Linked DNA regions of Rattus norvegicus: all the other regions are linked to region 3. Evidence: chromatin contacts called from public Hi-C data. All regions are on one chromosome and are shown on one strand. Each heading gives the region's core, a stretch centred on a gene start, on an enhancer-like site or on the middle of the called end of the contact. The rest is flanking DNA. Distances are from core to core; before and after follow the strand shown.

Region 1 (2,700 bases), core at 111-2,610, 230 kb after region 3:
CAAGGCCCTGGGTTCGGTCCCCAGCTCCGAAAAAAAGAAGCAAAAAAAAAAAAAAAAAAAAAGGAGCTAGAAAGATGGCTTAGCAGTTAAGGGCACTTGTTCTCCCAGAGGGCATGAGTTCAGTTCCCAATGCCCACATCGGGCAGCTCAGAACCATCAGTGACCCCAGCAATGACAGTAATGCCAAGAGATCAATCTCAGTGAGGAGGAATTGATGCATTGGGTTTGGCAATGAGGCAGCAAGAGGGCCATTCAGTCACAGAGGAGCACAACGTGTTGTTTTAACTTTGTATACTTTGGAGTTTGGAAATTTTCAACATTCCACTGGAGTCTTAATAAAAAAAAAACAAATCACTCTATAGTATCAGAGAGGGATTCTCCAATGCCATAGATCAGGTTCCTATGACAATATATAGCCATGTCCCAATGCACACAGTCGCAGGGCAGTGAGGAAACAGTAATCCCATCAGAGAAATGGGGCAGGGAGGCAAATTCTCCAAGGAGAAACTCAAGTCAGACACGATTCTACTGATTCTGAGTCCTTAGTCATGTCCAGTCTACTCAGAAGCATCTGTTCTTTATGGAGTTGTACTAAAGCAGTTGAAGCAGTTGGTGCTGAAGAGAACCGAACCAGACTCCTGCCCTGTATTCCAACACAATTACTAAGCCTCTCAGAGGAAAATCAATTCTGTCAAATAATAACTACACCTACACTCATAGAGCACTGTGCATGTGCTGAGCTAAGCTCATTTACCTGCCACAGCAGCCCTCTGAGGTGGTTCTGATATGCTGCTCATTTTACCCTGAGGGACCAAACTTCAGAGGGTCAGTGACTAGCCAGAATTCATGCAGCCACAGAACAATAGAGTGAGGATGGAAAGCCAGTTTGGCCCCAGAACCAGAGCTCTTTCCATGGGTCATGCTGTCTTTACATTGGTCTGTGAAATCAGCCACGGAAACTGAGTCCACCATTTTATCTGTTCTGCAATAGTATAAATAAAAACTTACACGTTATGCTATGAGAAATTTTTAAATGAGCCTACTGGGGCCCTCTTGTGGATAGACCTTTCTATCATGTCCAAGTCTCTCTCTCTCTCTCTCTCTCTCTCTCTCTCTCTCTCTCTCTCTCTCTCTCTGTCACACACACACACACACACACACACACACACACACACACACACACACACACACACACACAATGTGGGGAAAAGCCTCTGCCTGGTCACTGTGCCTTCCACTAAATAAGCCATGGAGAATCTCCTTTATAATTGTTCCATGGCTCTCTCTGCCTGAGGTCCTGAGAGTGATCTGCTGGTGCTGACAATAGCAATCACAGTTACAAGAAGCTCTACTCCATCTCATCTCTACTCTAATAGGACTCTGGGTTGATTCAGATCCCCCTGACTAGCAGTATGACTTTGAGCTAGATGATTAACATTGTTAAGTCTCAGATCTTTAAAGAAGGCTTGCAAGTAACTGCTTAGTTGCATGGTTATCAGATAACAAAACATACAGAACAGTGCCTGAGACAAAGCGGAATTTCAAATAATCTTGCAGCTAAGTTGGGCAGCACTTTGGTCCCAGCACTCTGGAAACAGACAGGCAGATCTCTGTGAGTTTGAGGCCAGCCTGGTCTAAACAGCAAGTGCCAGGCCAGCTAGGCTTACATAGTGTGAACTTTTCATAACAAAATAAAAATGAAAAACCTTGTAGTTAAATATCTATTAATAGAGAATATTCTGGGCAAAGCAAAGTAGTAGATTCCGTCACCATCCAGGATTGCCTCTGCTTGGAGCCCAGTCCTGAGTACAAATCACCCACAAACATGGACTACATGATGGCTGGGGTGCACACACTGAAACCTAAGTGATACTGGCTGCCTCTGAATCAGTGCCAATTGATTAAAAGCAGAAAGATGCTTCCGAGTCCAGCTTCCTGATAATGAGGCCTGCCTCCACACGCCTGCTGCTGCTCTTCTATCTCTCCAGACTATCATGGATTTTAGCAGCAGCCACAGCCAGCACAGCAGAGCAGGAATCAGAATTCATCTTTCCTAATGCCTCTAGGCTTCCAAAGGACAGCAGAGTCTCTTAGTGGGACCAGAAGATTCTAGAGGGAGATAAAACTTTCAGTTCATAGTTCCAACCAGCATACCAACCCCTATTCTGTGCCAGTGTGGGTTATAAGCACTCAATAGTCATACTCATATAGATACAGTTCATATTCTTATATTTTTTATGTGTATGAGTGTTTTGCCTGCATGTAAAGAAATGCACTGTAGGGGTGGTTCTGATGCTGTCCTGATCCCCAATTGGTTCTTGATCTGTCAGTAAAGAAGCCATAGGCCAATTGCTGGGCAAAAGGAATAGGCAGGACTTCCAGGTCCTTGGAGGCAAGAGACAGACACAAGGGAGAGGAGTGACAGCCTGTGGCCGCTTCTATAGGCAGATGGTCGGGGTGTTTAGCAGGGATTAGATGTATCCAAGCCACTAAAGTTTAGGGCAGGTGGGAGGTTCGAGATAAGAATATCGATAAGGGCACACTTTTCCAGGCAGGGAAAGTAGCGCCCAACGATTGTGTCCAAAGGCAAGTTGAAATTGTCAAGTGTGTGTCTGTGTCTTTTATCGGTGATTCTGAGAAGCTGGGTGGGGGCTGGTTGTGTGGCCCATTCCAGGAGCTTAGGTGGGATGGCAAAAGCTA
Region 2 (2,700 bases), core at 127-2,626, 200 kb before region 3:
TCAGAGGGCCTCTCCTACACATCCATTGGTTTACCTCTCTATTCCCGATTCTTCATTTAACTTGTTTCTCACCGTCCACCTCCTCTCTTTCCCCTCCCTTCCTAATCTTGTCAGAGAGAGGAACCTCCTTGCCAGCTGCCATTGTTTACGATGTACAAAATGAATTTAAATGAGATTGGAGAAGGAACAAGGAGGAATGGGGGTGAGCGGTGGATAGCCGGGGTGAAGGGAGTTATGTCAGCTCATGGGATGTTAGAGCTAAAGGATGAGGAATTTGGGGGTCTGTCCTGTGCTTACAGACCAGGAGCTAGAGGCCCTTATGGAAATAGCTATTATTTGCCAAGGGTTAATCTGGACTTGTCCTGCTGGCCCCTGAGGAGTTGCTGGAAATATCAGGATGTCCCCTCCTGGACTCAAGGCCCATGTTCAGGGCCCAGAAGTGATTTAGTGAGTGTCTCAGCTTTGCTCTCGTGGGCTCAGAAAAGGAATTTGGCCTTGCTGTGTGGACCATACTTTTTCTCCTGAAGCTGGTGACACCTTTCTTCAGAGCTCTTGCAGGTGGGTAGTGACCACACCGCAGGGCCGGAGTGTGGCAGCCCTGGTAGTTAGCCTCCTGTCAGGTCCATATGCGTCCAAGGGAAGTCTAGCTCTGATTCAGGTTCTCGCAGGGCCTTCCCAGTGGGCAGCACCTCCTGCAGTGGCGGAGTTTGGGCACCGCAGCTAGAATCCTCCCCCGCCCCCACCTCTTTTGCCTTCAGTTAGGCTAAACAGCAGGGGGTGCTCATGAGTCACAGAGAGAGAGAGAGAGAGAGAGAGAGAGAGAGAGAGAGAGAGAGAGAGAGAGAGAGAGAGAGAGAGACACACACGGGGCGGGGCGGGAGTGGGGGAGGTGGATTCTGTGCTGTCTCATCTCAGTCCTGGCTTGGGAAATGTTACCCGTTAACATGAAAGTGAGCAAGACAGACAATTCAACTACTAGAAGCAATCTACTGGCAGAGACAGAAACTTGAACGAAAACTGGCTTTTCCAACTTGTGTGGGACTTCATGGACTGTAGAAAGCTAATCTCTGGGTCCCTGACAGCTAGTGAAGCAGGTCTCGTGGGGATGTCATGGCCAAGGCTGGTTCCCACCAAGTTTGGCACCACATAACTTCTGGCCCTTTGCCAGTCCTCAGTAGCTGACCACAGGCCTCCTTAGGGGAGCAGAATATCAATATCAATTTTCTTCAGAAATGTTTCCAGGTTAATCTGTCGCAATGGCTCATGTGCTGCCTTAGTCATAAGGCTCTTAGTCATAAGGAGTGGGGATGGAAGCTATCTCTCCCAGATCTGACACAGTCCCTGACCTTACGTGGATTATCTGGAGGCAGATGGGACTGGGCTGAGGCTGAGGCAGAGGCTGCTAAGCAGGGCTGTGGGTGTGGCACAGTCCTGACCCAGAGCACACTCTGGGCAGCAGCTGCAGTAGAGGAAGTGGGGCAGGAGTTGCGGGGAGGGGGGGAGGGGCGGGTTGGGATGGGGCGGGTCTTCCCAACCACACCCCCCTGCCTCAGCCAGTGTTTTTCCAGTTGTCTTTTTCTGGTTTTCTCCTCCCTCCCGGCCCCCATACAAAAAACAAAGCACCTGACTCTCAAGAGTCCTCCTTCCCAATAAAAGGTGCTGTGTGCTATGTGCTGTTGACTCATGGGCCTAGCAAGGGTGAAATGTCTGCGACGATTACCCAGCCTAGAAGAAAAGCCTGGCTGTGTGGCTTTTCGCATCCTCAAGTTCTCTTTGAGGAAAGGATTAGGGTGGGGAGCACAGCCCCAGAGTTGGAAAGAACAGGAGCTCTGGGCTGGAGACTGGCTTTGTTGCCCACAGAGTTGAAGGTCAGAGCTTGGCCCTTTCCATCCAAACCGAGTTCTCCCTAGAACATGGCTTTGTAGGATATCAAAGCCCTTTCAGGAGCGTCCCTCGGGGCCACAGGCTTGCCTAGGGGTGGGGGCGCCCCCACTTTCTTCAGATGACCTAGTGTCATGGTGTTCGTATTCAAGTGCCCAGTCCCACTGAGGCACTAAAGTCCAGAGTAGTAGGGGCTGAGGACTGATTAGTTCTCTCTGGAGAAAAGTACATCCCATAAGCCCATTGACCTGTAGCCTTTTCCTTGTGTGTCAGGTCTTTCAGTCAGAGCATTTTTTCCTGAGATTTCATCTGAATTCCTCCAGCTGCTCTGGAGTCTATCCTTTGTCGTGTGGTACGCACTGAAGACCCTGGGATACTCACTCGTGACATTGGGCAGAAGATCAGTCTAGGGGAGGGCTGCAAAGGAATGGAGGAATGGAGGAAGTTTACCACCAACTCACCCCCACCCCCACCCCCACAGACAGGCTATCTCTGTGTAGTCCTGGCTGGCCCTCGAACTCAGAGATCTGCTGGTCTCGTCTGGTGTCTATCCACTTTTTCTCCCCCCCCCCCCCCCCCCCCGGAGCTGGGGACGGAACCCAGGGCCTTGCGCTTCCTAGGCAAGTGCTCTACCACTGAGCTAAATCCCCAACCCCACCACTTTTTGATGGTACGTTTGAAACACAGAGCTTCAAATAGAAGGTTTACAGAAGTCCATCCTTGGGAGAGACCAAGGATGAACCACACCGCACTGACTCCAAAGCCCTGAGGGAGATAAGTCAGAATTGTGAGGTGAGCATGACACACGCCCAGCACTCA
Region 3 (2,700 bases), core at 24-2,523:
ACTACGACAGTCCCAGAACAGGCGAACTGGGATAGTCCGCAGGGAGTTGGAACGCAGATGCAAGGTCTGCAGCTTCCGAAGGCCATAGAAGAGCTCAGGGTGCAGAGATGACAGCTGATTAAAAGAGAGGTCCAAATTCTGCAGATTAATCAGTTGGGTAAAAGTTGTGTTTGGCAAGTAAAATATTTTGTTGGAACTTAAGATTAACTCCTTTAGTTTATATAGTCCTTGGAAAGCATCTTCTTTTACTGTTGAAATTTGATTGTGATCTAAGTGGAGCCAGGTGAGTTGACTGAAGCTGGCAAATTGATCTCTTTCAAGCGCTGTGATGTGATTGTGCCTCAGGGACAGGCCCAGAGAACCCTTGTCTGTGGCGTTTGGCACTGAGTGGAAGCCCTGAGAGTCGCAGTAGAATAGCAGCTTCTCACAGCGGCATTTAGGTGGACACGCCATACCCAGGGCAGGCAGCATTTTTAATACCACACTCATTGCATATATTGCTGCCAGCATAGGGGCCCCTAATGGCCACTTGAAATGTAAGCCTGCAGAATATAATTTAAGGAAAACAAGAAGATAGGATATGTTTCAGCAGAATACAGGCGCTGTTAAAAACAACATCATAATGAAAGATTTCACTGCATATAACATTTTTGATTTACTGCAGAAAATTAACCTTGTTTGTAGACTGAAACACAACTTAAACCATGTATAAGAGAGATTAAAACATGTCCCTTTAAAAAATGTTATATCCATTTACATAAATCTTAAAATCCCGAACCAAATGATTTGCATCATAAAACGGGAATTCACTGGCTTATATTTATAAAAGCGTGATTCCTCTTTGACTGAACAAGCCATAGAAATGCAGGGACTTACCCATTCTTCTGAGCACATTGGAGGCTGCATTCAGTCGAGGTTGTCAGGCTCCGCGCAGTGAGTCTGTAAAAGGCTTAACATGCAGGAGCCTTGACCAGTTTCCTGCTTTCTGCGTCCCGAGCGTTTCAAGTAAGATTCAAGTCTATTAGGGAGAATTGGCTTTTCCTTAGGATATTCCTCTGGAAAGCATTGGTGTCATTTTCTTCGTGCTCTGATCCCCTAATCAGCTTTGACTATAAGTTAATAATTTCCTCCCCCTGATTACCGCCGATCACCAGAGCTTCAGGCTTTCCTTCCCGCAGCTGTTAGTTCTCTCGGTCTTAACTTGTTGATGGCAGATGGGCGGCTTGTTGCAGAGAAGAGCTTCTGGAGCAGCATGAGTGCATTTACTGAAAAGCTTTCCGAGAAACGGCACAAGAATGGGTTTGCTTATGTGCTGCAACCACACAGAACTGTATATAGGCTGACGTCACCCAGTGACGTGTCTTTTGTTTGGGTTTTCCAGAAGCTTTACTGTTAAAAAGCACTGTGCTTTGTAACGGTGTCAGGGTCGTTACAAGACCCCCTGTTTACAATAAATTGAGAAAGAAGAACTCCTGATTTGAGAATTTGGTATTCCTTCAGTGTAGGAAGCAACAATGAGGTTGTAATAAATGCTGCATTCAAGAAGACCCGTCTGAACAGTGAGTTGGACTAGCAGAGTGATGATTTTTAATGCATGTGAGAGCTAGTGTTAGACTGCCGATTCTGCATAGAGACCATCTAAATGGGCACGATTGATTTATGAAGTGCTGATTTAATGCCAGCCTATGCAAGGTACGCCTCTGCTCTGGTGGTTTGGAAAGCTGCTCAATTGCCTTGTTGTCATGCTTGGTAAAAAGCAAAGTGTGACTGACTGTGTTGGTAAACTAAGTGGGTTTAGTTACTTTGTCATTAAGAACTTAACATTATAAAGCACAACAAAGAGGAATAGCTTCCAAAAGAAACAATTTTGGCTTTTTTCCCCCTCCATTGAGAATTTCAAGGGAATTCTAATCCTTTTCTGCTTATTATATAACAATGTTTTATTACCACACTGATTGGAAAACAGTGCTGAGTTGATCTTTGGATGTCCTACCAGAGGAGAGGAGCAGGCTCTGATTTTTATACACGTGACCCAGATGTTAACAGTGGAACAGAGACAATTTTGAACAAGTATTGCAGTGTGCCTGATTCTGACAGTTTTCAGGATTTCTACTTCAGCATCTCACCTATTCCTTAGCTTAAAGCCATAGTTACTGTTGAGATTTGGGTGTTGTAACATCAAAATAGCATTTGCATACCATCTCTTACTGGTACATTTATGAACTGACTTTGAATCTCATATCGGCTCTTGTTGAATTCTTCTCATGAATATGGAAAGACATTAATATTGGAGTCGGATTTTGTTTTGGTTGTTTTTGCTTGACAATTCTTGCTTCTCCCTGTTAGATAACTTCTCAGACATGAATGTTTATGGTTAGTGTTATATAAATGCAGAAGATGTGTCTAGCATGAATCAGGGCTTTATTTTCAAGCCAGGCTAAGGATCTGCCTTTTATAAACATACTTGTCTCGTGAACTGGCTGCATGAACTTATTTTCCCCATACTATTACCACTTACTGTCAGTGAGTCTGGTTTCAAATCTGAGAGCAGAACTCTGAAAGCTATTGAGGATATCTGTGAAACAGGCATATCACTGGCCTGTGATGATCTGAGGATTTCATTCCACTGGTGACTTCTAAGACATCATTATAGAAAGAAATACAATTTCTGCACTAGAATATGGCAACTCTGATAATGAC

What was found. Hi-C and Micro-C count contacts between places; a contact is called where the count stands out from the background.
Region 1: a contact with region 3 is called in a Hi-C map of frontal cortex, with 2.6 times the contacts expected there. The contact joins the enhancer-like site here to the promoter of Lrrtm2 in region 3. A contact is called at or near these places in 1 of 12 Hi-C or Micro-C datasets (frontal cortex) and 1 of 1 datasets of contacts at active chromatin or transcription factors (oligodendrocytes).
Region 2: a contact with region 3 is called in a Hi-C map of Schwann cells, with 4 times the contacts expected there. The contact joins the enhancer-like site here to the promoter of Lrrtm2 in region 3. A contact is called at or near these places in 2 of 12 Hi-C or Micro-C datasets (Schwann cells and frontal cortex) and 1 of 1 datasets of contacts at active chromatin or transcription factors (oligodendrocytes).

Annotation. Positions count from the first base shown.
Region 1 is chr18:27,329,906-27,332,605 of GRCr8, forward strand. The region is part of intron 1 of Sil1 (SIL1 nucleotide exchange factor); the gene reads right to left. Among named protein-coding and RNA genes, the nearest start is that of Sil1, 47 kb to the right of the region's middle. Within about 2 kb of position 1,361, at least 6 of the 93 cell types and tissues checked have an H3K27ac peak or open chromatin away from gene starts, as enhancers often do.
Region 2 is chr18:26,895,030-26,897,729 of GRCr8, forward strand. No RefSeq gene overlaps it. Among named protein-coding and RNA genes, the nearest start is that of Hspa9, 68 kb to the left of the region's middle. Within about 2 kb of position 1,377, at least 55 of the 93 cell types and tissues checked have an H3K27ac peak or open chromatin away from gene starts, as enhancers often do. A contact at or near this core is called in Schwann cells, where this site is marked.
Region 3 is chr18:27,095,694-27,098,393 of GRCr8, forward strand. It overlaps Lrrtm2 (leucine rich repeat transmembrane neuronal 2), which reads right to left and starts at 1,274. Exons shown (of 2, transcript NM_001109469.1): 1 at 877-1,274; 2 at 1-542. The coding sequence starts at 880. The region is part of intron 7 of Ctnna1 (catenin alpha 1); the gene reads left to right.